Regions from separate parts of the Mus musculus genome. Here region 2 is linked to region 1. The links are chromatin contacts, called in public Hi-C maps. All regions are on one chromosome and are shown on one strand. Each heading gives the region's core, a stretch centred on a gene start, on an enhancer-like site or on the middle of the called end of the contact. The rest is flanking DNA. Distances are from core to core; before and after follow the strand shown. Region 1 holds the start of Ltf (lactotransferrin). Region 2 has its middle 4.5 kb from the start of Gm26409.

The links. A called contact is a pair of places that touch in the nucleus more often than the background predicts.
Region 2: a Hi-C map of the HPC-7 cell line shows a contact between it and region 1, with 2.9 times the contacts expected there. The contact joins the enhancer-like site here to the promoter of Ltf in region 1. A contact is called at or near these places in 7 of 39 promoter capture datasets (the C10 cell line, HPC-7-derived erythroid cells, embryonic stem cells and 3 more), 1 of 15 datasets of contacts at CTCF or cohesin (CD8 T cells), 58 of 484 Hi-C or Micro-C datasets (the AML12 cell line, B cells, the BV-2 cell line and 45 more), 6 of 115 datasets of contacts at active chromatin or transcription factors (CD8 T cells, the HPC-7 cell line, embryonic stem cells and 2 more) and 3 of 9 other capture datasets (adipose tissue, liver and pancreatic islet).

What each region holds. Positions count from the first base shown.
Region 1 is chr9:111,017,943-111,020,714 of GRCm38.p6, forward strand. Ltf (lactotransferrin) reads left to right here and starts at 1,350. Exons shown (of 17, transcript NM_008522.3): 1 at 1,350-1,426. The coding sequence starts at 1,384.
Region 2 is chr9:111,069,481-111,072,252 of GRCm38.p6, forward strand. It overlaps the pseudogene Rp31-ps19. Among named protein-coding and RNA genes, the nearest start is that of Gm26409, 4.5 kb to the right of the region's middle. Within about 2 kb of position 1,416, at least 13 of the 459 cell types and tissues checked have an H3K27ac peak or open chromatin away from gene starts, as enhancers often do. A contact at or near this core is called in the HPC-7 cell line and bone marrow-derived macrophages, where this site is marked.

The DNA of each region.
Region 1 (2,772 bases), core at 100-2,599:
TCTCAGAAGCAGTAGTCTAGCTTTTGAATTAAAAAGTGACATCATCATGGGAGCTGGAGAGGTGGCTCAGTGGTTAAGGATGCACACTGCTCTTGCAGAGCATTAGACTTCAGCTCCCAGCACTGTGTTGCAAGGCTCATTCATAACTGCCTGTACCTCCAGCTCCAGCTCCAGCTCCAGCTCCAGAGATGAGGTGTCTGAACCTCTGGCCTCCATGGGTAGCTGCATTCATGTGCACATACCCCCACCATCACCCCTAAACATACACGTATAAATAATTCCAAATTAATATATCATTAAAATGGCTTTTATTTTTTTGACAGGGTTTCTCTGTGTAACCCTGACTGTCCTGGAACTCACTCTGTAGACCAGGCTGGCCTGGAACTCAGAAATCTGCCTGTCTCTGTCTCCCAAGTGCTGGGATTAAAGGCATGCGCCACCACCGCCCGGCTCATAATATCATAATATGACTCTTAAGACATTCATTAAAAAGAAGTTCTCATTTCTATACCACACATGTACACACACACACACAATCTCTCTCTCTCACACACACATACACACACACACACACACACACACACAGACTCACACACACAAACACACAGACACAAAAATAGACACGGTCACAGATAGACATAGACACAGACAGACACACAGAGGAAGAGGAAAAAAAGATATGGAGGAAGGAATGAAAGAAAAGGAGCAAAAGAAATCAAATGTCAGGGTCTCTTCCTCGCTAGCAAATGAAGGGACACAGGTCAACCCTGGGTGGCATTCCTTTCTGAGGTCCTAGGTTATTTTCGGGGGCTGTATGGCGGGTTTCAAGGCAGTGTGGACCCCACAGGAACCCTGTGTGCAAGTCTAGGCTGACTCCGCTCTCCCTGCGGCTGTCACCGGGCTGCTGTTGTGGCCAGGCCTGAGCAGCTGCCTCTTCTTTAGAATCCACCACTCTTTGTCTAGCCAAGGAGGAAGGGGATTTGCTTGCTCCATGCAGCTTAAGTGTCACAGGTCAAGGTAACCCACAAATATAGACCCCCTACCCCATGTCCCACCTCTAGAAAGTACTGGAAACAGAGAAAGGAGAAGACTTGGGGACTGTGACTCTGATCCTGCAGAAGCTGGGTGGAGATTAAGGAAATCACTCGGTTTCCTGTACCAGCGCCTGTGTAGGGGGTACTGGAGTCCCTGTTTCCTCCTTCTGGGCTCCAGGAAGCTGGCCTCTAAGAACTAGCACACCTGGTTGAGGGCAATGGGGCTGGAAGGCAGGCCTATTGGGCAATAGGGTGGGGCCAGCCCGGTGAGGTCACCCAGCACAGATAAAGGGCCCCGGGGAGAGGGCAGAAGCCAGGCTTGTCCTCTAGGTCTCCCAAGACCACAGACATGAGGCTGCTCATCCCTTCCTTGATATTTCTTGAGGCCCTTGGTAAGTGCAGGTGCCCAGAGGTAGGGAGGGGCGGGAGGTCACCTGCTGGGAAGCTGGGCACTAAATGCACTCTTCTGTTATCTAGGGAAGACTGTTGGGCTCAGAGAGGGTGAGATGTTCCTGTGAGTCCCAGTTCACTGCCTCCCAAGAAGGCTTCTTTGTACCAACATTGGGGACCCTCCATGTTTGACTCTATGCCCTCTCTTAGTCCTCCTGCTGCTGGACTCCACATCTAACCCAGGCATCCTATACAGGCAGGCTAGCTCAGTGGCCAGTGGTGCTGGTGCCCAACCGCCTAGGTTCAAATTCTAGAGTCAACACAACTTAGCTGGAAAGTCATATAACTTGGTAAAGCTACACAATGCCTAGAACTATGGGGGTATTGACAAAAATCACACTGAAGGATAGATGGGGTGACCCAGTGAGTAAAGGTGCTTGCTACCAAGACTGAAGACAGAAGTCCTAGTCCCAGAACTCACTCAATGGAACTACCAGCTTTCTATCTATAAATTTATCTTTTCTGGTCGAGTGTGGTGGTGCACACCTTTGATTCTAGCACTTGGGAAGCAGAGGCAGAGGCAGAGGCAGAGGCAGAGGCAGAGGCAGAGGCAGAGGCAGAGGCAGAGGCAGAGGCAGAGGCAGAGGCAGAGGCAGAGGCAGAGGCAGAGGCAGAGGCAGAGGCAGAGGCAGAGGCAGAGGCAGGCAGATCTCTGTGAGTTCAAGGTCAGCCTGCTCTACATAGTGAGTTCCAGGATAGCCAAGGCTACGTAGAGACTCAAAAAAAAAAAAAAAAAAAAAAAAAAAAAAGTGGAGTTATCCAATATTTTGTCTTGGATTTGGCTTCCTTCATCTAGTCATGTTATATGTATGTGTATTATTTTTTATATAATTGAAGAATATTCCATTGAATGGATGTACTGCATTTTCTTCAGCCATTCCTATTCACCAGTGTTTGGGATTTATGTAGTTAGTTGGGTTTTTTTGTTGTTGTTGTTATTTTGAGACCTTTTTCCTATCTAAATAATGCTACTATGAATATTAATGCTAGATCTTTAAGCAGATTTATGTTTTTATTTCTATGAGCAATTGCCAACCTGTTTCCCAAAGTGGCTACATCATTTTACAGTCTCAGCAATGTAAGAAGGTTTCCATGTTTGCAACATTAAGATCCAGTGTGCACATGAGTAAAACATGAGCCACGCCATTTCCCTGCTTCCCTGCCAGGTTCATCTAGGACAAGGCTGATGGAGGTCAATAAAATGATCTTTGGAGTGGATCATCTTTGGGGGTGGGGTGGGTGTCTGAGTCTCATCCCTCTGTGGTCCAGCAGCTTAGCTTAACTAGAG
Region 2 (2,772 bases), core at 166-2,665, 52 kb after region 1:
AGGGAGAAATGGCTTTTCTGCTCCCACTGACTCAGAACAGCACACAAAGCACAAATCGTGTATCATTCTGTATCCACGTGCTGTTCCCAACACACTGGGGCCTGGGTTCCTTTAACACCTTCCTGGTTTTAGTGCATGCTCTTAGACCTGGTACAGAGATGGGGGGGTGGGGAGAGGAAGGAGCAGGAGGAGGAGGAGGAAGAGGAGAGGGGGAGGGGGAGGGAGAGGGAGAGGGAGAGGGAGAGGGAGAGGGAGAGGGAGAGGGAGAGGGAGAGGGAGAGGGAGAGGGAGAGGGAGAGGGAGAGGGAGAAGGAGAAGGAGAAGGAGAAGGAGAAGGAGAAGAAGAAGAAGAAGAAGAAGAAGAAGAAGAAGAAGAAGAAGAAGAAGAAGAAGAAAGGCCAAAAGAAAGCCAGAGAGAACATCTGTGACATTGATCCAATTCCACAGTAGCTGTCTCACAGCTCAGCCATCAAATGGTCACAAGGCCAGATGTCCTGAATTTGCAACCTAAGGTCTGAGAGGCTTATTGTTCTTAGATTCTGTTGTTCATTTAGCTTAATTGGGTAACCAGCCCAGAGCCTCCAGGTCTCAATGTCCCTTGTAAAGGGTCATTTAAGAAAAAGGGTCAATATCCCCAGCACGCTTGCCTGGACTGCTTAAACCAGTGTGGACCATAGCTTCGTGATGCCTTACCTTTCAGCATTTCCCCTTGTGCAATGCTCCCACACAGATGAAGGATGGTCACGTCTGAAAAGGATGCCATTAGGATCTCTGAAAGTGAGAGTCCAGGTCTACTCTGCAAAGCCATGATGCAATCATAAGCTTTCCATTCCAAGCTAAAAAGATAAATAAAATACAGCAATTTAAAAAGTGTAGCTTCTGAATACATTGCGGAGGGGACCCCCCCCCCCCATGAAGGAATCATGTGGCCGGAAGAGGGGTACCACACAAGGCTGTGTTTCAGAACACTACAAGAGGGCATACTCTTCAAAGACACACAGACGGAGACTGAGGCTGGTGAAAGCAAAGAAATCCATCTGATACGAGCCAGAGCTGGTTCATAAAACCTATTGGTTCTAAGAAAACATTTGTTTACCTTGATTTTTATGTGTACAGATGTTTTTTGCCTGTCTGTACATAGTGCACCAGATGCACGCAGTACCCGTAGAGGCCAGAAGAGGGCATCTTGCCCCTGGTATTGGAGTCACAGAGTTGTGAGCCTCTGTGTGCATGCTAGGAACAGAAGAACCCCACCCAGATTCTCTGAAGGGTCACAGGTGCTCTTAATCAATGCTCCATCTCTCCAGCCCTAGGGTTCATTTTCCTCCCCCTGCCCCCAACTCTAGCCCTCCCGCACATGGTATTGGGTTTGCTCAGCTCAGCCAGCAGGTTACACTTGCCAGAAACACAGGAAGTCCTCCACTTCCCTCCAGACTGGGGAACGAGGAACAGGCTGGCTGTGGATGCACCAGCTTCTGCAAAGAGATGACAAGAGACACCTTTTCTAACTTCAGTGATCAGGGAGTTCCTGGGTAGCCTGAAATCAGCCATCGTGGGAATATTTATACATCAGAGACTGGCAACTGTAACGAGCTGGGATTCTTCATCCTCCGCACAAACTGATATGGCTGCGTTTTAATTTTTTTTAATTTTTTATTTTTATTTTTTGCAGTTCTGCAACTTTATTTGACATGAGCAGGTTAGTTCTCATCCACATTGACCGTCTGTAGATTTTTGAACGCGGTAACAGGCACATAAGTTACCAATGTGCAGAGCTTGTTTGGTGAATCTTAATCCTCGTTACGTTTTCTGGACAAACGTACTCAGATGTGATATGGAACATTCCTATTTCCTTGGCCCAGATGGCTTTATTGAGCCTGGTGTCAATGCGCACATCTGGAGTCCCCATTTCCTTCATGGCAAACTTCCGAATTTCTTCGAGTGCCGGAGTAGCATGCTTCCGGAAGCCCACTCCATGGATGCGCTTGTGAATGTTGATGGTGTATTCTCGGGTCACTGCCTCGTTGATGGCAGAACGGCACTTCTTCTCGCCACCCTTCTCTTTGGGAGCCAATCTGCGGGGCCCACGTTGGAAAGGAAGGACGCGAGGGATTGTCCTGACGTGGCTGTGAAACCACAACCAGCACACCGCTGGGCATCGTAACCATTTAGTAGCACCAACTGGGAAACTGAGGTCTGGGTTTCGCTACGGTGGGGATTATCATTTATCGTCTCCAAGCCTCCTGCTGAACTGTGAGGCTCCTTATGAGCTACACAGAGGTAGGGTAAGGAGGTTCCTTTAAGAGCTGACTAGGTCTTCACTCTCCAGAATGGATTCACTGAAGCCAGGCACCATGGGATGCATCTGTAACACTAGCACTTGTGAGTCTGAGGGTGAAAATTTTGGAGTTTGAGGCCAGCCCGGGCTACACAGCAAGTTCAAGGCTGTCCTAGGCTTAAAAAAAAAAAAAAGTTATTCTGCCATTAGTGGATTTGTGAGCTAATGAATTATCTTAAGAGTGTGTGTACACCTTAAGAAGCACTTGAGCTAGGTCACCTGCATACTCTGCATTAATTTTTTTCAAGCATGTCCCCACACCATTTCATTTCCATTTTTTTTTTTTTTTTTGTTACGCTCTTCGTCTCAAATCTGACTCCGATAAGCCACATAAAACGTATTGCCCTCAACTTCTTGCCAACTACACTTCCTTTGCAACGAGTAATAAACTCACTCAACAGACACACACTCGGGGCATTCCACCGGGGTGATTA